3 separate regions of the Mus musculus genome follow, and regions 2 and 3 are each linked to region 1. Evidence: chromatin contacts called from public HiChIP or PLAC-seq data. All regions are on one chromosome and are shown on one strand. Each heading gives the region's core, a stretch centred on a gene start, on an enhancer-like site or on the middle of the called end of the contact. The rest is flanking DNA. Distances are from core to core; before and after follow the strand shown. Region 1 holds the start of Neurl3 (neuralized E3 ubiquitin protein ligase 3). Region 2 overlaps Uggt1 (UDP-glucose glycoprotein glucosyltransferase 1). Region 3 overlaps Uggt1 (UDP-glucose glycoprotein glucosyltransferase 1).

Evidence for each region. HiChIP or PLAC-seq counts read pairs in DNA pulled down with a chosen protein or histone mark.
Region 2: a contact with region 1 is called in an H3K27ac HiChIP or PLAC-seq map of the HPC-7 cell line, with 7 times the contacts expected there. The contact joins the enhancer-like site here to the promoter of Neurl3 in region 1. A contact is called at or near these places in 3 of 39 promoter capture datasets (the 3T3-L1 cell line, macrophages and stem cell-derived epiblast-like cells), 2 of 15 datasets of contacts at CTCF or cohesin (the G1E-ER4 cell line and large pre-B cells), 4 of 484 Hi-C or Micro-C datasets (bone marrow-derived macrophages, liver, nephron progenitors and 1 more), 3 of 115 datasets of contacts at active chromatin or transcription factors (CD8 T cells, the HPC-7 cell line and embryonic stem cells) and 3 of 9 other capture datasets (adipose tissue, liver and pancreatic islet).
Region 3: an H3K27ac HiChIP or PLAC-seq map of the HPC-7 cell line shows a contact between it and region 1, with 14 times the contacts expected there. The contact joins the enhancer-like site here to the promoter of Neurl3 in region 1. A contact is called at or near these places in 21 of 39 promoter capture datasets (the 3T3-L1 cell line, the C10 cell line, the HPC-7 cell line and 12 more), 5 of 15 datasets of contacts at CTCF or cohesin (CD8 T cells, the G1E-ER4 cell line, the NIH/3T3 cell line and 2 more), 122 of 484 Hi-C or Micro-C datasets (the 4T1 cell line, the 63-12 cell line, the AML12 cell line and 75 more), 18 of 115 datasets of contacts at active chromatin or transcription factors (CD4 single positive thymocytes, the HPC-7 cell line, T-cell acute lymphoblastic leukemia and 13 more) and 5 of 9 other capture datasets (adipose tissue, embryonic stem cells, liver and 2 more).

Annotation. Positions count from the first base shown.
Region 1 is chr1:36,272,175-36,274,874 of GRCm38.p6, reverse strand. Neurl3 (neuralized E3 ubiquitin protein ligase 3) reads left to right here and starts at 1,450. Exons shown (of 4, transcript NM_153408.2): 1 at 1,450-1,537. The coding sequence starts at 1,510.
Region 2 is chr1:36,178,909-36,181,608 of GRCm38.p6, reverse strand. It overlaps Uggt1 (UDP-glucose glycoprotein glucosyltransferase 1), which reads left to right. Exons shown (of 41, transcript NM_198899.2): 19 at 1,930-2,050. It also overlaps the pseudogene Gm18750. Among named protein-coding and RNA genes, the nearest start is that of Mir6897, 36 kb to the right of the region's middle. Within about 2 kb of position 1,373, at least 8 of the 459 cell types and tissues checked have an H3K27ac peak or open chromatin away from gene starts, as enhancers often do. A contact at or near this core is called in the G1E-ER4 cell line and the HPC-7 cell line, where this site is marked.
Region 3 is chr1:36,148,185-36,150,884 of GRCm38.p6, reverse strand. It overlaps Uggt1 (UDP-glucose glycoprotein glucosyltransferase 1), which reads left to right. Exons shown (of 41, transcript NM_198899.2): 38 at 726-840. Among named protein-coding and RNA genes, the nearest start is that of Mir6897, 5.2 kb to the right of the region's middle. Within about 2 kb of position 1,299, at least 36 of the 459 cell types and tissues checked have an H3K27ac peak or open chromatin away from gene starts, as enhancers often do. A contact at or near this core is called in CD4 single positive thymocytes, CD8 T cells, the HPC-7 cell line and 10 more, where this site is marked.

The sequences.
Region 1 (2,700 bases), core at 201-2,700:
GCTAAAACTGCAGAGCAGGCACCCTGATTGGGCACCACACACCTCTGTTAGGGGGATGTGGCTAATCAACAAGGATCTCTTGGCTCCAGCCCTGAGCAACCCAGCAAGGGAGGAGCATCCACAAGTGTCCAGAGACTGGTGTGCCTGCCAGGAGGTGCCAGGAGCCTGAACCTCTTAGACTGAGCCAGCCGGGGCATCGGGGGAACTGCAACCTTTAGAAGCCACAGGACTCCGGCCCAGGTGACTGGCACTGGCTCTAGAGCAGCTACCTGTGGTCTTGGCAGAAGTTATACATCTAGTGCAGTGACAAAGGGCGCTCAGCAAGGGTGTGGCCGGAAAAAGAAAGTCCAGGGGTTACAGCAATGTCTAAGGTAACCAGGGCTACACTGATAACACTCACCTTCCCCTGGCCACTTCTTCTCACTTAGGCACCACATGCTGGCTGGAAAAGGTCCCCAAACCAGAACATCAGACCTCAAGAAGAGGAAGGGATCTGCATAAGGTAATACAGCAGACACAACCTGGGTCTCCAGCCCTCTATTTCCCTCCTCAGTCGAACCGCCCCCGCCCCCCCCCCGCCCCCCCCGTCCTGTCTAGCTCACTGTCATTTCCAGGTGCTCCTGTTCCTTTCTTTCTTTTTTTTTTTTTAAAGATTTATTTATTATATGTAAGTACACTGTAGCTGTCTTCAGACACTCCAGAAGAGGGCATCAGATTTCGTTACAGATGGTTGTGAGGCACCATGTGGTTGCTGGGATTTGAACTCCGGACCTTCGGAAGAGCAGTCGGCGCTCTTAACCACTGAGCCATCTCGCCAGCCCCCCCCCCTCCCCGTTCCTTTCTTAAAGGGGCCACAGAAGTCACAGAATTGTGGCTTTGATCTGGAATCTCAAGAAAGACCTAATCTGGCGGGGAGGGGGGGTGGGGTGGGGGTGGGGTTGTAAGCCCCCAAACCAACCTTGCCACTGGGCGGCCTCACCTTCACAGGTCCTAGGATTTAGCTCAATCAGTTAACCTTCAGCAGCGCTGCGCACCTTCTCTATGTGGGGTTGGACACCATGCCGGCTGCTAATCAAAGTTCCTGCATGCTCTTGAAACTCCCAATGCCCAGATCTCATCCCAGACCAGGACCACCAAAGTCTTTGTTGGGGAGAGTGGGGGAGGGCGTGGCGGCGGCACGGGTGTTTACTAACATGCGATTATAATTCACAGACAAGGGCTGCTTAGAAGTCAAACAGAAAACCGTCTGCTGCAGCCACAGTTACAGCCCCTGCTTCCCTTCTTATCTCAGACCAGCCTGCTGCAGCAGCAGTCCACTGTGAGCCACGAGAGGTCATGGGGAAAGTCCCGGATATCGTCATGCGTGACAGCATCTAATTAATCAACAACTCTGTAACGTGAGCTCCAGCCTATAAAAGGGGAACCTTCCGGAGTCTTGTAACCCTGACCACTGGCCTTCACAGACATCTTCAGACCCAGGGACTTGTGCCCCAGGAGGAGCTCAGGCTGATGGGTTCTCTCCTCAGCCCTGAGGCCAGTAAGTAGATTTCCCGTATGCCTTGAGCTGGCTTCTGGAGTCCTGACTGCATGGAGTACAGGTGGGAGGTCTGGAAAGGGGAGATCAGAGACTTCATTGGCTCCTAGAGTGGGTTTCTCCATGGTCTGGGCTGCGCGAGGGCGAGAGCTTCCTGCCTTCCCAGGAACCCAGCAGAAGCGGGGTGTCTGGTCCAAGATGGCTGCGGAGATACACACCCCTCCTTCCCACCCACTACCTGTAAGCAGTCTTTATCTAGGAACTGGATAAGGGAGAATCAAGGCTGGGGTGGGGAAAAGGGGAGAGCTTAGGAGGCCGGTGGAAAAACGAGGGATTTCAGCCTTGCCAAATTGTCGGTGGCAATGTGGACAAGTCATTTTTGTCCCTGGACTCTTGGTTTTTTTCTCGTCTGAAGGTTGGGACTATGCCACCACCCTGCTGTCCTTTAGGACTCCAAATGTAGATATCTAAATAGTAATGAGATAAGAAGTTTCTCTGAGACACCAGTACCTGTGGTCACGTGTCCCCTTAGCAGAGGGGCCTGGTGAGTGAGCAGGAAATAGCATGCCACCCCTTAGAACAGAGACGGGGACCAGGCACCCTAGACCTGCCCCCCCAAGCCAATCAGTGCCCCTGTGTAGGGCCCTTGGCAAGCACCCAAGGCTTGCTCACAGTGGGCGGCCACGCCCAGAGCCACCTCTGCTGTGGCAGCTGTGTTTGGATTCAAGGCAGGGCAGTAACAATGCCAAAAGGGATGGGGTATAACAGGTACAGATGTGGGGGGGGGGGAGTGGGAGAGGGAGAGGAGGGAGGAGGGAGTGGGAGAGGGAGAGGGACTGAAACTGTGTAGCTGAGCCCACAGTCTCCTTGGGGCTGGGAGGACAGGAAGGGACCTTTCTTGAGCTTCCCCAAGCTCTGCATGCTGGGGTGCAGAGGGGAGAACAGGATTCTGCAAAGGGCTGACTGGGTGCCTGGCATCCCAAAGACCTTGATGCTGAAGGTGCTGGCAGTTAGGAGGCCATCACGGAGCAGGTGGCTGAGCATCCATCACTAAAATCCCCAGAGCCTTGCAGCAGAGACTATAATTTGTCTTCATCTGCCCAGGCCTGGAGATGACCCTACAGACATGGCTGGCCTGTCCCAACTTCCTAGCAGTCTAGATCCAG
Region 2 (2,700 bases), core at 124-2,623, 93 kb after region 1:
GACCCAATATCTGTCCGTCCATCTGTCCGTCCATCCACCCATCCATCCATCCATCCATCCATGTATCTATATACATACATGCAGGTGGTGGTGGCCCACACCTTTGGTCCCAGCACTCGGGAGGCAGAGCCAGACAGATCTCTGAGTTTGAAGCCAACCTGGTGTACAGAGAGAGTTGCAGTACAGCCAGGGCTACACAGAGAAACCCTGTATCAAAGAAAAAAGAGGAGGGGAAAAAACCCACAAAAACAAAAGTCAAAATCTTACTTGAAGTATCTTTGTGTTCATTGTCTGTTTGTTTTTATCCTGTCAGCTAACATCTGCTAATGAACCCTTCGGGGACTGTGTCAGTTATTATGTGTATTTTCTTTCCTTGCCTCCTTTCTTTCCTCCTTGACTGCCCACCTATACCTCCATCAATCATTTTATGTGTATGTGTGCACATGTTTGTGTGCATGCATGTGTGTGTGCACACTGTATGTGTGTACATGTGTGTGTGTTTATAGAGCTTTTTTGTTAGGTTAGGCTGGGCTCCACTTGCCAGTCTTCAGCCTCAGTCTTCTGAGGACCACTAGATCTGCTTTTTTTGTTTGTTTGTTTGAGACCAGGTCTCTACATGTACTCCAGACTGTGTTTGAACTGGCAATCCTCCTCTTCTGCTGCCAGAGAGTAATAGGATTATAGGTGTGTGCCACCAGCTATTTTTAACTCCAATTTTTTAATTGGTTCTTTTACTTATTTTATGTTTTTATTGACTGTATTTATTTGGCAATCTTGAGTTTTACACTTCGTTCATGGCCATGGCTGCTGCTGCTGTTGGAGTATACTAATACAGATTATGTAAGTTCTTTGTGTTTTAGGTCTACTGTTTGGGTTTTTCCAAGCATGGTATATATTGGCCACTTGGATTTTGTTGATATTTTGATTTTGTGTGTATTTTTTTTCTTTGATTGTTGTAGTATTTTTCTTGTTCTAATTGGACATGTCAGCTATAATAACTCTTTGAATCTGAGTCTTCACCCTATGAGGGAGACGTTCATTCTTGTGCTGTTCGTTGTTGTTACAGCTGTTGCTTGGTTTATAATGACTTTCTTAAATAGATTCTTTGTTGTGTGTGAACTCTGCCAATATCTACTTAGCATATTAATTTGCTAGTAAGTGAACATATTTTTCACTTATTAGGTGAAAATTAGATGGAAAATATTTCCCCAAGTATCTCAGTTGGTTCACATTGGGACGTGACTTGAATCCTCAGCTGATCTTAACCGCCTTTTGTGTCTGTGTTTGGTGGTAGGGGTTGAATCCTGGGCCTTGTGTATGCTAAGGAAACACTCACTCTGCCACACCCCAGCGGCAGCCTTCAGTTACTGCTTGTCTAGATTAGTTATCAGAGTCGAGGGCTCCCTGTGGGTTTTCCTGGCCATTTGTGGTCCCCTGGATATCGTGCTTGAGATCTGGAGAACATCAGAAAATGGAACTTCCCTTTTTCCAACTGTTTATTTGACCAGCTTCATTTTAGCCCATCTGATGTGTAATAATTTCTCCTAATTGTGTTTGCAAATATCCCAGGGAAAAGCTACTGAGACATTACTCAGCTCAAATAAAGAGAACCCTGGGATTTCCCAGAACCTATGTAAAGGTGGAAAAAGAGAAATGACTCCACACAGTGGCTGGCCTCCACCACTCCACACCATGGGAAAGCTGGCCTGGCTGTCTTGTTCCGAGCCTCCTGGCACCCCAGTGTTTCAATAGAGTTAGAGGCACTGTGTGTGTCCATCCATACTCTGCTTGTTCCTGGGCTCACATGAACATCTGTCCTTGACTGTTAACATCTAGCCAGCTGTTACAAAGCTACTAACTTTCTATTTCTAGTGAATTTCATTGCTGATACTCCTTAAACACTTCTGCCCCTTTTCTTTTTTCATACAGGGTGAGCTGTCCCATGATCAAGATGTGGTAGAGTACATCATGAATCAGCCAAATGTTGTTCCAAGAATCAACTCTAGGATTCTGACAGCTAAGCGAGAGTATCTGGACCTAACAGCAAGCAGTAAGGAACATTTCAGTAGCAACTCTTGGCTTTTGGATTTGTGCTTCACATTCTTAAATTTATTAGATTATAATATTAAGAAGATAGCTCAAAATTATGGCCTGTCCTTCTAAACTCACAAGCATTTCCTTCTAGAAAAGATAAATCTGGGGGCTGAAGAGATGGCTCGGTGGTGAGAAGTCCTTGTTGCTTTTGCAGAGTACTTGGATATGGGGTCCAGCTCCCTCTCTGGTCTCCAGAAGCACCAGACTCAAACATACATACATGCAGTCAAACCACTCATACACATAAAATACACATAAAATACACATAAAATAAAAATCTTAAAATGGCAGTCTAGCTGGGTACAGTATATGATGGTCTGTCCCCAGTGGGAAGGCTGCAGCTGTGCAGGTGGCTGTAGGAGCTAGAGCCTGGGTGACACTCTCAGGAGTTTAAGGTGGGGTGGGAGGCTGCCGGAGGAGCAGTGTAATGGCTGTGATGGCCAGCATGGGCTTGTGACGCTTGCTGAGATGGAGATCTGGGTGCTGGAGACTACTTACAGAGCCATGAGAATTTAATTCCTCATTGACCTTCAATTCAGTTCCAAGGACTTCAACGATACTTTTGCCTTTCCAACATTTTAGTCTGTCAAAATTCCCATAAAACAG
Region 3 (2,700 bases), core at 50-2,549, 120 kb after region 1:
ACCAAACTCTGATCCTCTAGAAGGGTAGCCAGGGCTCCTAACCTCTGCGACAATCCTCAGGGCCCTAAGTAACTCCTTGTTAAAATGAGCACACACAGAGATGAATGATGGCTGCGGTGACTTCAGTTTTATTCCGTGTTTCTTGGCTGCAGAGAATTGGAACCCTGCCTGCTCCTCTCCTGTTATCTTAAGATGTCGTCAGGATAGTGGTGGCAAATTGTTATCATTTATCAGTTTCAGTGATCTTTATCACTGGATCTTTTGAGTTAGCCAGATTTCTTTTTGTCTTTCTTATATTTATTTTATGTGTGTGAATATACTGTTGCTCTCTTCAGACACACCAGAAGAGGGCATCAGATCCCATTACAGATGGTTGTGAGCCACCATGTGGCTGCTGGGAATTGAACTCAGGTTCTCTGGAAGAGCAGTCAGTGCTCTTAACCACCAAGCCATCTCTCCAGCCCCTAGATAGAAATCTTGCCTCAGAAATTAGTTTCCTTGTAAGACAACAAAATAAAAAGCTGGCCAAAGTGAGCCGTCAGAGCAGGCCATAGCCTGCAGGTGTGTGATCCTCTTGGCCATGTGCATGCGCCCTCTGCGGCATCTTCCACTCTCTCTCTGGGACACTGGCCTGTTCCATCCATGACCTCTCCCACCATTCAGTTGGGTTCATTGTTGACATCAATTGATGGTTTGTCTGTAACAAGTGTCTCCTCTCCACTCAGTGCGCTGTATGTCGTGGATCTGAAGAAGTTTAGGAAAATAGCTGCTGGAGACAGACTCAGGGGACAGTACCAAGGTCTGAGCCAGGATCCCAACAGTCTTTCAAATCTTGATCAAGTAAGTGACCGTTGACATTACACATACAAGTATGCCATTTGTGTCTGAAAATGAAGTAGTGTTTGTGTGCTTTCTCAGAACTGAACTATTTCTTCATGGAAAGTATGTGAGTGTGAGTGTGAGTGAGTGTGTGTGTGTGTGTGTGTGTGAGAGAGAGAGAGAGACTTGTCTGATCCCAAAGGCTCTGAGACTGTCAAAAAGCTCAGAATTTACACTAAAAAGTAGTAAAATTTTCTAGCCCTGACTGCCCTCCATGTCAGAACTTTCAGGAAGGCTTGCTGAATAACTTTTCCAATAACAAGCATTTTCAGAAGTAAAATTACAGGTTTGTTTCGTTTGGGTTTGTGTTCTGTTTATTTGTCTTTATGTGCATGGGTGTTTTGCCTGCATGTAGGTCTATGCACTGTATGTGCAGTGCTCCCAGAGACCAGGAGAGGGAGTCTCAATCACCCTGAGCTGGAGTGACAGACAGGTGTTAGAGCAGCCAGGGCTCCTACCCTCACCCTTCTCCTCAGCCCCAGTTGTAGCTTTAAGTGTTTTAGATATCTACTGTCAATCTGCTGCTGCAGCTGCTGTTTTGAGACCAGGTAGCACTTAGTAGCCTTGGCTGGCCTGGAACTCTCTTTGTAGACAGGGCTGGTCTAGAGATCCACCAGCCTCTGCCTCCGTAGTGCTGAGATTAAAGGCATGAGCCACAATACCCAGCTTGTTTAAAGTCTTTCTTAAAATATGTTGTTGTTTATTGTGATATGTAGCATCCATTAAAAGAATCCATCTTCAGGTGTATCAAGGAGTCACTACAAAGCCAAGGCTATAACCAGAGCCCCGTGCGTCAGGAGCATGTCACTCCTGATAGCAGACTGCTGCCCTGCTCCCTGACTGTGGCAGGCAGGAGGCAGCCCACTTGCCACTCTGTAGACTCTACTGAGCCTGCTGTCTAGCCTGGACACCATGCTTCTATTTAGCCTCTTGGCCTCTGCTGACCTGGGGATGTGTTCCCTCTACTCACTTTCCTTTGTAGTTTTGTGCCCTTCACCAGCCGTTCCCCATTCTATCTCTTCCTTCCTGTAGAGCTTCCTGCAGCTAACCACCTTCACTCAGCTCGCCCCCCCACCCTGCTCAATCTTAGTAGTTTATTATTTTAGTCTTTTGTCCTTTGTTCTTTGTGTTTCCTGTCTAGTTAGTTTAGTCTTCTGTTTGTCCTTCATTTTAATTAACATATTTGCTTCCATTTTAGTATTTTTTGTTTTCAGTCTGTGCTGGAATCCTCTGTCCTTTATCTTTAGCAGCTGTCTCATGCAGAGTGACAGTTTGCACTGCCAGGTCTTTGACCCACCTGCTGGCTCTCATCTCATGACCTCTGAGCATATGACTGCTTTTGTTCATGTTTTCTCTCAGCTGTTTCTTTTCTTTATTTTTTTCCTTTTATTGAAAATAATTTTCCCCCTCACATAATATATCCCGATTCCAGTTTCCCGTTCCTTCCCCTCCTCACATTGGATTCACCTGCTTTCTGTCTCTCAGTAGAAAATAGCATCTAAGGGATAATAATAGAATACAGAATAAAAAGATAAAACAAAAGCTAACACATTCAGAATTGAACAAAACAAACAGGAGGAAAAGAAAAGGCACAAGAATCAGAAACCCACTCATTTATTTGCACACTCAGGAATCACATAAAGACCCTAAACTGGGAGCCATGATATGTATGGCTGTAAGACTGTGTTATATTATAAAGTATATTATGTATAATTATTATCTTCCCGCAGAGTAGAAAGTGCAGGTTCAGCAGTATCTAAAGTTTATTTTGTTGACGGTTTGATGAAGGAAATTGTCTCAGTTACTTTTCATTCCTATTTC